Linked DNA regions of Pan troglodytes: regions 2 and 3 are each linked to region 1. A link is a contact called in public HiChIP or PLAC-seq data. All regions are on one chromosome and are shown on one strand. The core of a region is the stretch at or near the end of the contact, and the rest is flanking DNA. Distances in the headings are between cores, read along the strand shown.

The links. HiChIP or PLAC-seq counts read pairs in DNA pulled down with a chosen protein or histone mark.
Region 2: an H3K4me3 HiChIP or PLAC-seq map of stem cell-derived excitatory neurons shows a contact between it and region 1, with 3 times the contacts expected there. The contact joins the promoter of LRRD1 here to the promoter of GATAD1 in region 1. A contact is called at or near these places in 1 of 7 Hi-C or Micro-C datasets (blood) and 1 of 1 datasets of contacts at active chromatin or transcription factors (stem cell-derived excitatory neurons).
Region 3: an H3K4me3 HiChIP or PLAC-seq map of stem cell-derived excitatory neurons shows a contact between it and region 1, with 3 times the contacts expected there. The contact joins the promoter of CYP51A1 here to the promoter of GATAD1 in region 1. A contact is called at or near these places in 2 of 7 Hi-C or Micro-C datasets (induced pluripotent stem cells and stem cell-derived neural progenitor cells) and 1 of 1 datasets of contacts at active chromatin or transcription factors (stem cell-derived excitatory neurons).

The regions. Positions count from the first base shown.
Region 1 is chr6:101,822,246-101,825,842 of NHGRI_mPanTro3-v2.0_pri, reverse strand. GATAD1 (GATA zinc finger domain containing 1) reads right to left here and starts at 2,266. Exons shown (of 5, transcript XM_001166816.7): 1 at 1,724-2,266; 2 at 825-950. The coding sequence starts at 1,972.
Region 2 is chr6:101,553,514-101,557,057 of NHGRI_mPanTro3-v2.0_pri, reverse strand. LRRD1 (leucine rich repeats and death domain containing 1) reads left to right here and starts at 1,683. Exons shown (of 6, transcript XM_016945133.3): 1 at 1,683-1,885. The region is part of intron 3 of ANKIB1 (ankyrin repeat and IBR domain containing 1); the gene reads right to left.
Region 3 is chr6:101,509,088-101,512,868 of NHGRI_mPanTro3-v2.0_pri, reverse strand. CYP51A1 (cytochrome P450 family 51 subfamily A member 1) reads left to right here and starts at 2,497. Exons shown (of 10, transcript NM_001280333.1): 1 at 2,497-2,795. The coding sequence starts at 2,604. It overlaps ANKIB1 (ankyrin repeat and IBR domain containing 1), which reads right to left and starts at 2,391. Exons shown (of 22, transcript XM_054655962.2): 1 at 1,886-2,391.

The DNA of each region.
Region 1 (3,597 bases), core at 1,017-3,516:
AAATTCATTAAATTAAATTAAAAAAAAAGAAAATAGTCTGCCATCTGCATAAGTCTACTGCAGGGTCCCTTTGTGTTTTAGAAATAAATATGGCCAACTTCAGAAACGTCTTTACGGGTAAGTGAAACATTCCTGTTCTGAAAGAAAAGAATATCATACTGAGACTTAAAAAAATAGTTCATAATGCACTGTCCACTGTGTTTGAACATTATCCCTTGTTTATAAAAACTGAGAATTTAATTGCAATAAAAATATGCTTTCAACTACTTCCAGCACAGGTCTTTCAACAATCTCTTTTCTTAGAGCAGAAGAGGAGATAAGGCTTAGCAAAATTTTTGACTCATATTCATCAAATACATCATCATCATAAGTCAGTAAGATACATTTTCTGGGGCTTTAATAACAAATAAATATGCAAATGATGAGTTCTAGTGTTAATATTTACTTAGATTTTTAAAGAATGAAAAAAAAAAGTTTTCTTAGTGTACCTGGCCATATCAAGAACCATAATCTCTCCTCTTCCTTTCCATAGAGAACCCCAAAAAATGGGCTCAAGGTTGATGTTTCTTTTAAACCCATATTTTATATTTTCCAGGGGAAAAAATAAAAGCTAAAAAAAAAAAAGGAAAGAGTATTATTAACTTTATAAACAGTGAGCCTCCTGCAACAGAGCTCATTCCGTTTTGGGGAATGTGGACCATTCCCCAGAATACTAAGGAAGGGCTACCAAGGGCAGAGTCCAAGTTCAATGGTGAGAAATGAAGGCAGTGGCAGGATACACACAACGTCATTACAGTAAAAGGCACTGTCCACAAATATCTTACATTTTTCAATTTAAATATATGTCTTCTCCCTTTTCCTTTGGTGGAGACTTTCTTTTCAGCAGCCGGAGCAGATTTGTATTTAGTGTTTCTGAGCCGAGCAGACCTCCTGTGAATTTCCTGCTTACTCTGTTACACAAACAAATTAAAGAACAAAAAGAGAAAGAAGTAAAAAGTGCATAAAGGTTGCAATACAATCATCTTACAAGGATCCCAGAGTATGTACTTTATAAGAGCATTTAACAATTAAGATTGCGCTTTTGCTTTTCAAGAGAAGTAATTACAGCAACTAGGCTAAGTAAAACCGGAAGTTTAGCACCCGGAATCTCGGAGCTCGCTGGACAGGCGTCTCCAGAGCCTCCAAAAGGTGTGAGCTGCTTGTAATAGGGCAGGAGGCGGGAGTAGGAGTCAGTCTTGACCAAGACAAACACTATTCATTTGTTGTGTCTACAATAGAGAAAAACACTTAACAACTTTACTCCCTAAGGCCAGAGAACGTAGTAGGTTATGGCGCCCCCTGCAACGGAATACTTAAGCTGCCATTTACAATAATGACATAATAATCTTACTTCATAACCTGATATGACAAAACCTTTAACAAGGAATGAGGTCCAGCGCCTGCATTTGTGGCATGACACTGTAAACGACTGTGTAGACATGTGTATATTGAGATTTTCTTAAGGGCTTTACATCTTGGTTCTTATTGCTTTGAATTTCTTACAATAACAGGTGCTTGGGAATGGGCCAAACGAAAGATCTCAGTAGGAGGTGGGGAGGGGCGTTCCAGCCAGCAGGAGCACGGCGATCCGGGAAGCCCGCGCCCGCCCGCTCCCAGCCAGCCCGTCCCCGCCCGCCTAGCACCTGGTCGGCCTCCGCCGGCGGGAGGGGCCGGAGGAGCTCACCTGCTTGCCGCCCCCGCCCCCGTTGCTCTGCGGAGGGGTGGCGGAGGTGCTGGCGAAGGTCGCCGCGCCGAAGCCGCCGCCGCCGCTGCCCCCAGTCCCTCCAGCCGCCCCCGAGCCTGCGCCCCCGCTGCCCGCGCCGCCCCGGCCAGTGCAATGATGGCAGAGGATCTCCCCCTGCGCTCCCTTCTTCCACATGGAGGACGACGTGGTCTTGCATACGCTGCAGGTGGGCTTCAGGCCCAGCGGCATGGTGGCCGGCTCGGGCGGCCCCCGCGGGCGCAGAGACACGGGAATGGCGGACGGTAGCCCGGCCGCCCCCTGGTCGGCCCGCCACTCCCGGCGATAGGAAGAGCGGTGAGGGCGTCGGCACCGAGCTGCCGGTGAAAGGACCAGGCCGCTGGCGCTGCCCCGTGGAGGCGGGAAGCAGGTTCCGCCGGCTCCGCTGGCGGAGGCCAGGATTCCCTGGCCCGAGGCACTGGGAAGCAGGACTGGGAAAGGGATCTGGCCGGGCGGGGGGACGCGGAGACTTCCGGCGGTGAGCTGGCCCCAGGGCCCCGCGCCCGACCGCCTGACCGGAAGTGCAGCACCCGGAATTACTGGGAGCTTGCTGCAGTTCCGCTTGCTGTCGCCTAGGGGCAGGGTTCTCAAACTTTTTGGTCTCAGGCCTAGAATTTGCCGGGTAAAATACAGGACGCCCAATTAAATGTGACTTTCAGGTAAACGACGAACAATTTTTTTAGCGTGAGTGTATCCCATGCAATAATGGTTTATCCGAGAGGCGTTTAACTGGGGGTCCTGTATTTTTATGTGCTAAATCTGGCAATCCAGGTCTGGCGTGGTGGCTCACGCCTGCAATCCCAGCAGTTTGGGAGACCAAGGCCGGCGGATTACTTGAGCTCAGGAGTTCGAGATCAGCCTGGCCAACGTGGTGAAACCCCTTCTCTACTAAAAATACAAAAATTAGCCGGGCTCAGTGGCGGGCTCTGGGGTAATCCCAGCTACCCTGGAGGCTGCAGCAGAAGAATCTCTTGAGCGCGGGAGATGGAGGCTGCAGTGAGCCAAGATCGCGCCATTGCACTCCAGCCTGGGGGATAGAGTGAGACTCCGTCTCAAAAAAAAAAAAAAAAAAAATCTGGCAATCTTACTTAGGAATCCTTTACACTCTTAAAAATTATAATTTGGACATCGCCCTACACCTCCCCCATGTCTGTACTTTTGTTTAGTTGAATTCAGAGCATGCCATTTACGGACATCGACAAAGGGTTCAGAAAATGCCATCCACTGACATCTATGTATTAGAAATTGAAATTGAGACATTTTACAGCCTAAGATGTCAAGCGCACATTCTTCAGCCTTTGGATAATATCGTTGCAAGTCCTGTGGACTCTGAAAAGTATACAGATTAGAGAATGCGGAGAAAATCGAATAGCTGGCTGTTATTCAATTCAAAATTGTTGGAAAACAGTTTTGGCTCTGAGGACCCAGCAGTTGACAAACAGCAGGCCTGGGACAAGAGCAGTATGAGAAGTCAGATCGCCTCTTTTAATGTCACTAGTCAGTACAGGCCTCGCCAGACAAGTCTCTCCTCAGCCTCACTTGGAAGAACATGCCCTCTCTTCATGATCCTGGGTTTCCTAGACTTAGTATCCTTGGAAAGGTCTTGATGAATATATTGTGGTGGGAAGCAGTGGGGAGAAACAAACGCCTATTATGTCACAAAACCACATTTAGTGCTTATAACAACCTTGGAATGAGATATTATCAGATTTTACTGTTAATTGGTGATCAACGGAGGCACTTCTATGTGGACTGGCTGTCATTATAGCTGCTGCCCTTGGCACCAATTTCGAGGAGGGCTTTGGAACAGCCCTCTG
Region 2 (3,544 bases), core at 434-2,933, 270 kb after region 1:
TGGAGTTTAAATCGCAAGTCGGAAACTTAGGATTTAGGCTAAAGAACGAATGTAAAGGGGAAGAAAACTGTATTCCAAAAACAAAAGGTTATATAAATTGCCAAATTAAGAAGGTTTTTTCACCTCTACCTTATGCTGAGTGAAGAAGGTAAGTATACTAAGCAGCTGCTTTTAATGCCTTTTATTTAAACAAAACAACAAAATCCATAGACTTCTGGAATACCAGCAAATTGTATGTGTTTTCAGTTAGTCATCATGTTATATTAACAGTTCATTAAACAAATGACAATTTGTAAATTCAGTCCACAGAATAGCATACTGAAAGGCTACACATGTAGAATTATTAGATAAAAAGGAACATCGCTGCCCTTCATAAATTCTAGAAAGTTCATTGCATTCATTATTCACCTTTAAATTCAAAATTGGAATTTGATGATGATTGCAACTGCAGCTGAGGGCCATAAACTAAAACAATTTACTGGGTGTGGAAAAGGGGGCTGGGAAAAGCCGTGGGCTAACCATCCTGTTAACAAGGAGTGTCTCCTCATCAAGGTGGCAGCCACCAGAACGAGGTGCAGCCTCCCACCCTACAAATAGCAAGGGCCCATGCAAATGAAAAGTGAACCTTTGAGATGAGTCTGGATAATAATGCATTGGAGATTTCCTGTTAAACTAACACTCTTAAGAACATAGTGGCATTTTATTTCAATCATAGTATAAAACTCACTGGTTTATTCAATTTTATTATATTTTAGATGTTGGTATTAATATACCAAGCAAGATTCTTTTTAAGTTTTCTATTTCCCCTTTCTAAAAGCTCTATATCGAGTTCTTCAATTACATTCTCAAATTATACAAATACTACATGTTTTCTGACAAATACCGTATTTTGGTAATGTTAGGCTGGAAGTAAACTAGAGTCTTTCTGTAACTTTGACTTATCCTGCAACGTTTGGATGATGGGACACATCACCCTGGGAACTGTCTCAAAACACAACCACATCTTAGGGCCCTACGCTCACTCCCCAAAGGCAGATCCGCCTCCAAAACTCCAAATCCTCATGGTCTCAGGCAACCCTTTTAAACACGGGCACAATCGTCACCTCTTTGAAATGAGAGCGTGCTTGATTATTCCTGGCCTCCAGTTGCTGGCCTTCATCCGGTGTTGGGGTGGGGGAGCCTGTCGGTTCCTGAAGAATAGCTCGGGGATAACTAAGACAAAAGACCCTGAGGAGGTCTGCCTCAACCGTGGCAAGCTGGGTCTTCCACGTCACCAAGTGTCATTTTCACCGTGCCTGTATGGTCCGCTGTTCATCCTGTTAGCGGACCCCGAAATCAGGCAGGAAAATAAAGCTCAGTGGGAGGGCCTCGGAGCAAGACAATCCCACCAAGATGGACTCGGGTTGATTAACGTGAGTGAACCTCTGAGGACCAGAATCCAGACTAGTAATTCTCCATCCCGGCTGCTCGTTAGATGCCCGGACCGACCCCCCCAGACCAATTCAATCAGAACATTCGGAGGGGCTTGTAAAATCTCCCGGGGAGATTCCGGTACGAAAGTCAAAGACTCAGACGCCCGTTCTCCACCCGCCTGCAGCGGCCAGCGCGGGTCCCTCTTAGGGAATTGAATGCAGGCCCCAGGCCTCCTCCTCGAGTATCCCAGTGTGACCGATGGCCAGCTCACAAACGCGCAGTGGGTGCGGCCGAGCCAGGGCGCAGCGGAGCAGAGGGCCCGGCCGCTTTCGGCCTGGGAAGGAGGAGCCACGACCCGGAGAGGCGTCAGTGCTGGGCTGCGGCTGCGGAGGTCCTCGCAATTGCTGGACTCAACCGCGCGCGCCCCCTACCGGTCCTGCGAAGGAGCCGCAGCCGCCGCGGGAGGCCACAGGTGAAGCGAAGGGTGTGTCTTACTTCAGCGGCCCTGTAAGCCACGCCCAGATTCTCTCTCATTTTCCCACTTCTCATGGCTTTGCATGCTGTCCCACGTTACGTTAGCCTGTACTGAATGTCTCTTTTTCTACATTTAGAAAACAATTTGTTGATGCTGCAAGACATGAAAAAGTACTGTAACTCCCTGAATGTGCATGTCTTTCAGATAGGTAACAAATTACATTGGGCCATTGTTCAACTTTATTAATATTTGTTAAAACATAATTTGCATATATTTTTGCCTATCAAATTGGCAATATTTCTATGTATGTATGTATGTATTTTTTGCGAGAGTTTCGCGCTTGTTGCCCAGGCTGGAGTGCAGTGGTGCAATCTCGGCTCATTGCAACCTCTGCCTCCTGGGTTCAAGTAATTCTCCTGTCTCAGCCTCCCGAGTAATTGGGAGACGGGGTTTCACCCTGTTGGCCAGGCTGGTCTCGAACTCCTGACCTCAAGTGATCTGCCTGCCTCGCCCCCTCAAAGTGGTGGGATTACAGGCGTGAACCACCGCGCCCAGCCATGTTTTTAAGTGAGATTCTTAGTGCTTGTGAAAATAATGAGAGACTTTTTCATACAGTTTTTTGTTTGTTTTTTGAGACAGAGTTTTGCTCTTGTTGCCCAGGCTGGAGTGCAATGGCGTGATCTCGGCTCACCGCAACCTCCACCGCCCGGGTTCAAGCGATTCTCCTGCCGCAGCCTCCCGAGTAGCTGGGACTACAGGCGCCCGCCACTACGCCTGGCTAATTTTTTGTATTTTTAGTACAGACGGGGTTTCACCGTGTTAGCCAGGATGGTCTCGATCTCCTGATCTCGTGATCTGCACGCCTGGGCCTCCCGAGGTGCATATACATTTTTAAAATGTTGTGTATCAGCCTTTAAAATGCTCATATGGAAACAAATAATTGGTGGCAGCCTCTTCAATGCAATATTTTGCAGCTATAAAAATAGCTTTTCAAATAATATTTTATTTCAAATCACTGCATGTTAACCACTATGTATATTCTGGGTTAATGGAAATTTCATTGCATATCTGTGCTGTTTAAAGAATAACACCCTTTCTTCCCCTCCCAAGTTCTGTATCATCAAATATAGTCAGGCAGATGTAGGTCAAAATATCATCTTTGTTACTGATAAAATAGTTTAGAGAAAATGGTGTTGATCTGCAGCTAAGTAGACTGCAATAATTTGCTCAGGAATTTGGCATAATTAGTCTGTCATCACACACAACCTTGGCCTCCCCACACAAGTATACAGTCCCCTTATTCTATGGAAGACAGCTGACTAGAACATAAATCTTGCAAGCAGACAGCCTTGAAAGAGAGAGCCCAGAAGGAGCTGAGCTCATGATTCATCTGCCTGTCTTCTCCACAGAGGAGAAGTTGTAGCAATAAAGCTCCAGGTCAGGGGCATTATGTGTAGAATTTCCTCCACAAGGAAATATGAAGCCAGGGAAGGCAATTATATCCCCATATGTTCTAAAGAAGAAGAAGAAAATCTGAACAAACCACTAACCATTAAAGAGAGCACAAAATAAATTTTACTGAACCTTCAGGGAATGCATTATCCCAAAATATGTAAAATGCCTCAACAAATAGCTAATTAGAATAGGCTTCCCAGC
Region 3 (3,781 bases), core at 1,248-3,747, 310 kb after region 1:
TTTTACACCTGGCTTAATAGAAGACTGTTGGGTTCTTTTTTCTTTTTTAATTTTTTATTTCCATAGGGTTTTAGGAAATGTGGTATTTGGTTACATGAGTAAGTTCTTTAGTGGTGATTTGTGAGATTTTGGTGCAACCATCGCTGAGTAGTATACACTGAACCCAATTTGTAATCTTTTATCCCTCACCCCCTTCCACCCTTTCCCTGAGTCCCCATAGTCCATTGTGTCATTCTTATGCCTTTGCATCCTCATAGCTTAGCTCTCACTTAGGAGTGAGAACATATGATGTTTTGTTTTTCATTCCTGAGTTACTTCACTTTGAATAATAGTCTTCAATCCCATCCAGGTTGCTGAAAATGCCATTCATTCATTCCTTTTTGTGACCACGTAGCATTCCATTCCATATATAAATATATACATATATATTTATATGTATCACAGTTTCTTTCTTTCTTTCTTTCTTTTTTTTTTTTTTGAGACAGAGTTTTGCTCTTGTTGCCCAGGCTGGAGTACAGTGACGCAATCTCGGCTCACTGCAACCTTTGCCTCCCAGGTTCAAGTGATTCTCCTGCCTCAGCCTCCCGAGTAGCTGGGATTAAAGGCGTCTGCCACCAGGTCCGGCTAATATTTTGTATTTTTAGTAGAGACGAAGTTTCATCATGTTGGTGAAGCTGGTCTCGAACTCTTGACCTCAGGTGATCCTCCCGCCTCGGCCTCCCAAAGTGCAGGGATTACAGGCGTGAGCCACCGCGACTGGACGGAAGAAACGGTGAAACTTTTAAGGTGGTAGAATTATAGGATCTGATGACTGATTAGATGAAGCATGGAGAGGGGAACAGTGTGCACAGTGATGCCTTTTCTTCACAGGCATTATAGGAGGGACAGGTTGGTAGGAGGAGGCGACGGGTTTAGTTTTGGATTTACTGACCGGGGATGAGTGTTAGCTCTCTAGGTAGAGGTGTTCCGCAGGCAACTGGTGTTGCGGGACAAATCATAGACGGGAGAGACGGAGCAGGGTTCAGGAGAGCCTTTATTATTAAGGTGATCACCGGCTCAGTCGGACTAGGGTCCAGAAAGTCTGAGCCCCGAACAAAGGGATCAATCACCTTTTAAGCAGTTTGTGTTGGGAGTTACGTGTTGCACGAAGTGTACTTGCAGAAGCAAGAACAAAGGCCGTAAATTACTCTTACATTTGTTACACCATATGTCTTACGTCCTTGGGAATACATGCTTTTGTAACACTTGCTAATCAGTTTTGTGACTTTACAGCAGCGCTAGGGAGGGAAGCAAGAACTCGCTGTGCCTCAAGGAATGTGAAACGATGGAACACAGATAAGCCTCTCCACGCATAGGGGAGAAATAAGCAGTTAATATACTCTTAACCCAGGCCTTGGGTAGGGGAGGTGCTATATTACATTCTACCTCAAAGGAAAAGAATATACTTCTTGATTAGTATACTTATAAAATTCATTAATTTCCCTTTCACTGGATATTCCTACTAATTCCCCCAGGGCCTTGCAGTTTTGTCTCATTCGCTGCTCTATCCCCTAGCTTAGCACAAAACCTAGTTCTTAACATTGATTAAATAAATGAATCCGGTCAGGTGCTCCCGTGGGTGATCTGGAAGGAGTTAAATTTGGTAGTCATGGGAGACGCTTCTGTGAAGCCATAGGAGCGAAGATTTGATTGTGGCGGCAGGACTGAACTCAGCTTCTGAATCTAGCCGCTAAACCTACAGACTAAGTGGCGTCCTTGGGGAATGCTGCCTCAAACGGCTCGCGACGTCCTAAAACATGTACATTTATTTTGGAAAATCTGTTTTCGTAAAACCTAGCATACTTAATCACCAACATTTGTTAACTTCATGGTGGCATATTAATACCTGTCAGGTTGATTTTAGTTGGAGTGGGACGGGGCTGATCTCACCGTCCTACCCTTCGGTATGAGGCCGGCGTCTTCACGACCTCGCTTTTCACAACTCCAGTCCCCGAGGGCTTATTTGGGGCTGTCGGAGTCCCCAAGACGTGGCCCCGGAGCAGGGTGAGGTGCCACAGTTCGAGGTGCCCCAGTACCCTGCGTCCGGACAGGGGGCGGTGCTCACGCCCAAGGCCCCGCTGACGCGATGTAGGCCGAGATCACCTCAGGCGCTCGCGGTGCAATCACAGAGCGCGCCGTCGCCGTTCGAGCTCGCCCTGAGATCCCTCCGCTCAGCGCCTTCAACGCCGTGTCCCGGCACCCCGCACCCGGGCACACAAAAAACGGGTCGCCCGCGATTCTCAGGGATTGATCGCCTCTTCAGGTAAGTTATCTTCCGGCCCCGTACCACTGTGCCACAGGCGCAGCCCGCTTCCTCAGGTGCCCTATCCCGCGCAAGAAGACCACGGCTTCACAGAGTGTTATTTAAGGGGCGTGGCCAGCGGAACATCCCGCCCCATTCTGTGACGTACGGGGTGGCGCGCGTGGGACCCGAGGGGTGGGGCTGGGTTTAGTAGGAGACCTGGGGCAAGGCCCCCTGTGGACGACCATCTGCCAGCTTCTCTCGTTCCGTCGATTGGGAGGAGCGGTGGCGACCTCGGCCTTCAGTGTTTCCGACGGAGTGAATGGCGGCGGCGGCTGGGATGCTGCCGCTGGGCTTGCTGCAGGCGGGTGGGTCGGTGCTGGGCCAGGCGATGGAGAAGGTGACAGGCGGCAACCTCTTGTCCATGCTGCTGATCGCCTGCGCCTTCACCCTCAGCCTGGTCTACCTGTTCCGTCTCGCCGCCGGCCACCTGGTCCAGCTGCCCGCAGGGGTGGTACGTACATTCTTCAGGGTCTGAGTGGGGCGCGCGCCGCAGCTGAGGCGGCCGAAGGGCTGGCGTGGGCGGCTCCGTGGCCCCGACCGGCTCAGTGCTCTGGCTGGATGGCAAGGGCGGGGGCGACTGCGGCCATGCTTGGCGTGGCTTTGGTGGCAGGCGCGCTGGGGGCTGGAGTAGTGGCTGCGGCGGCGGCACTGCTGCTGGTGGCGCTGGCTGTAGCACCCGCCATTGCCTTGTGTTGGGGGGCGGTGCTGGCCTCCCCGGCTGTGTATCTGATCCTAGACGGGGTCGTGGTTGCGGCATTTGTGGTTGTAGCGGTCTGTACTGACCGCAGCAGTGGTGCCCCTAGTGGCGGTGGCTGGATTGGCGGCTGTGGGTTTGAACGACCCGGTGGTCGTTGGGGCCCTTGGTGGGGGTCCTGATGGAGATGTTGGCAGCTGGCCCGTCATCCTGGAGGCTGCCCTGTGTGGTTCAGTGTTCTGTGGGCTGTAACAGTGCCCCTAATGGCGGTTTATACCCATATTAAGGAGGATGTGTAGAGTGTGGTAATGGTAGTGACTGGAGTGTGGTAAGGGCCTTCCTCTGATGCTAATAATGTAACAGTTTCTCGGCCGGGAGCAGTAGCTCACGCCTGTAATCCCAGCACTTCGGGAGGCTGAAGCGGGCGGATCACCTGAGGTCAGGAGTTCCAGACCAGCCTGAACAACATGGAGAAACCCCATCTCTACTAAAATACAACAAAACAAAACAAAAATTAGCTGGATGTGGTGGCGCACGCCTGTAGTCCCAGCTGCTTGGGAAGCTGAGGCCCGAGAATCACTTGAACCTAGGAGGCGGAGGTTGCAGTAAACCGAGATTGCGCCACTGGACTCCAGTCTGGGCGACAGAATGAGACTCCGTCTCAAAAAAAAAAAAAAAATCATTTTCTTCAATTTAACAGCCTTATTAACCTAGCTTTCAATCTCCCAAATGTTATTTGATTG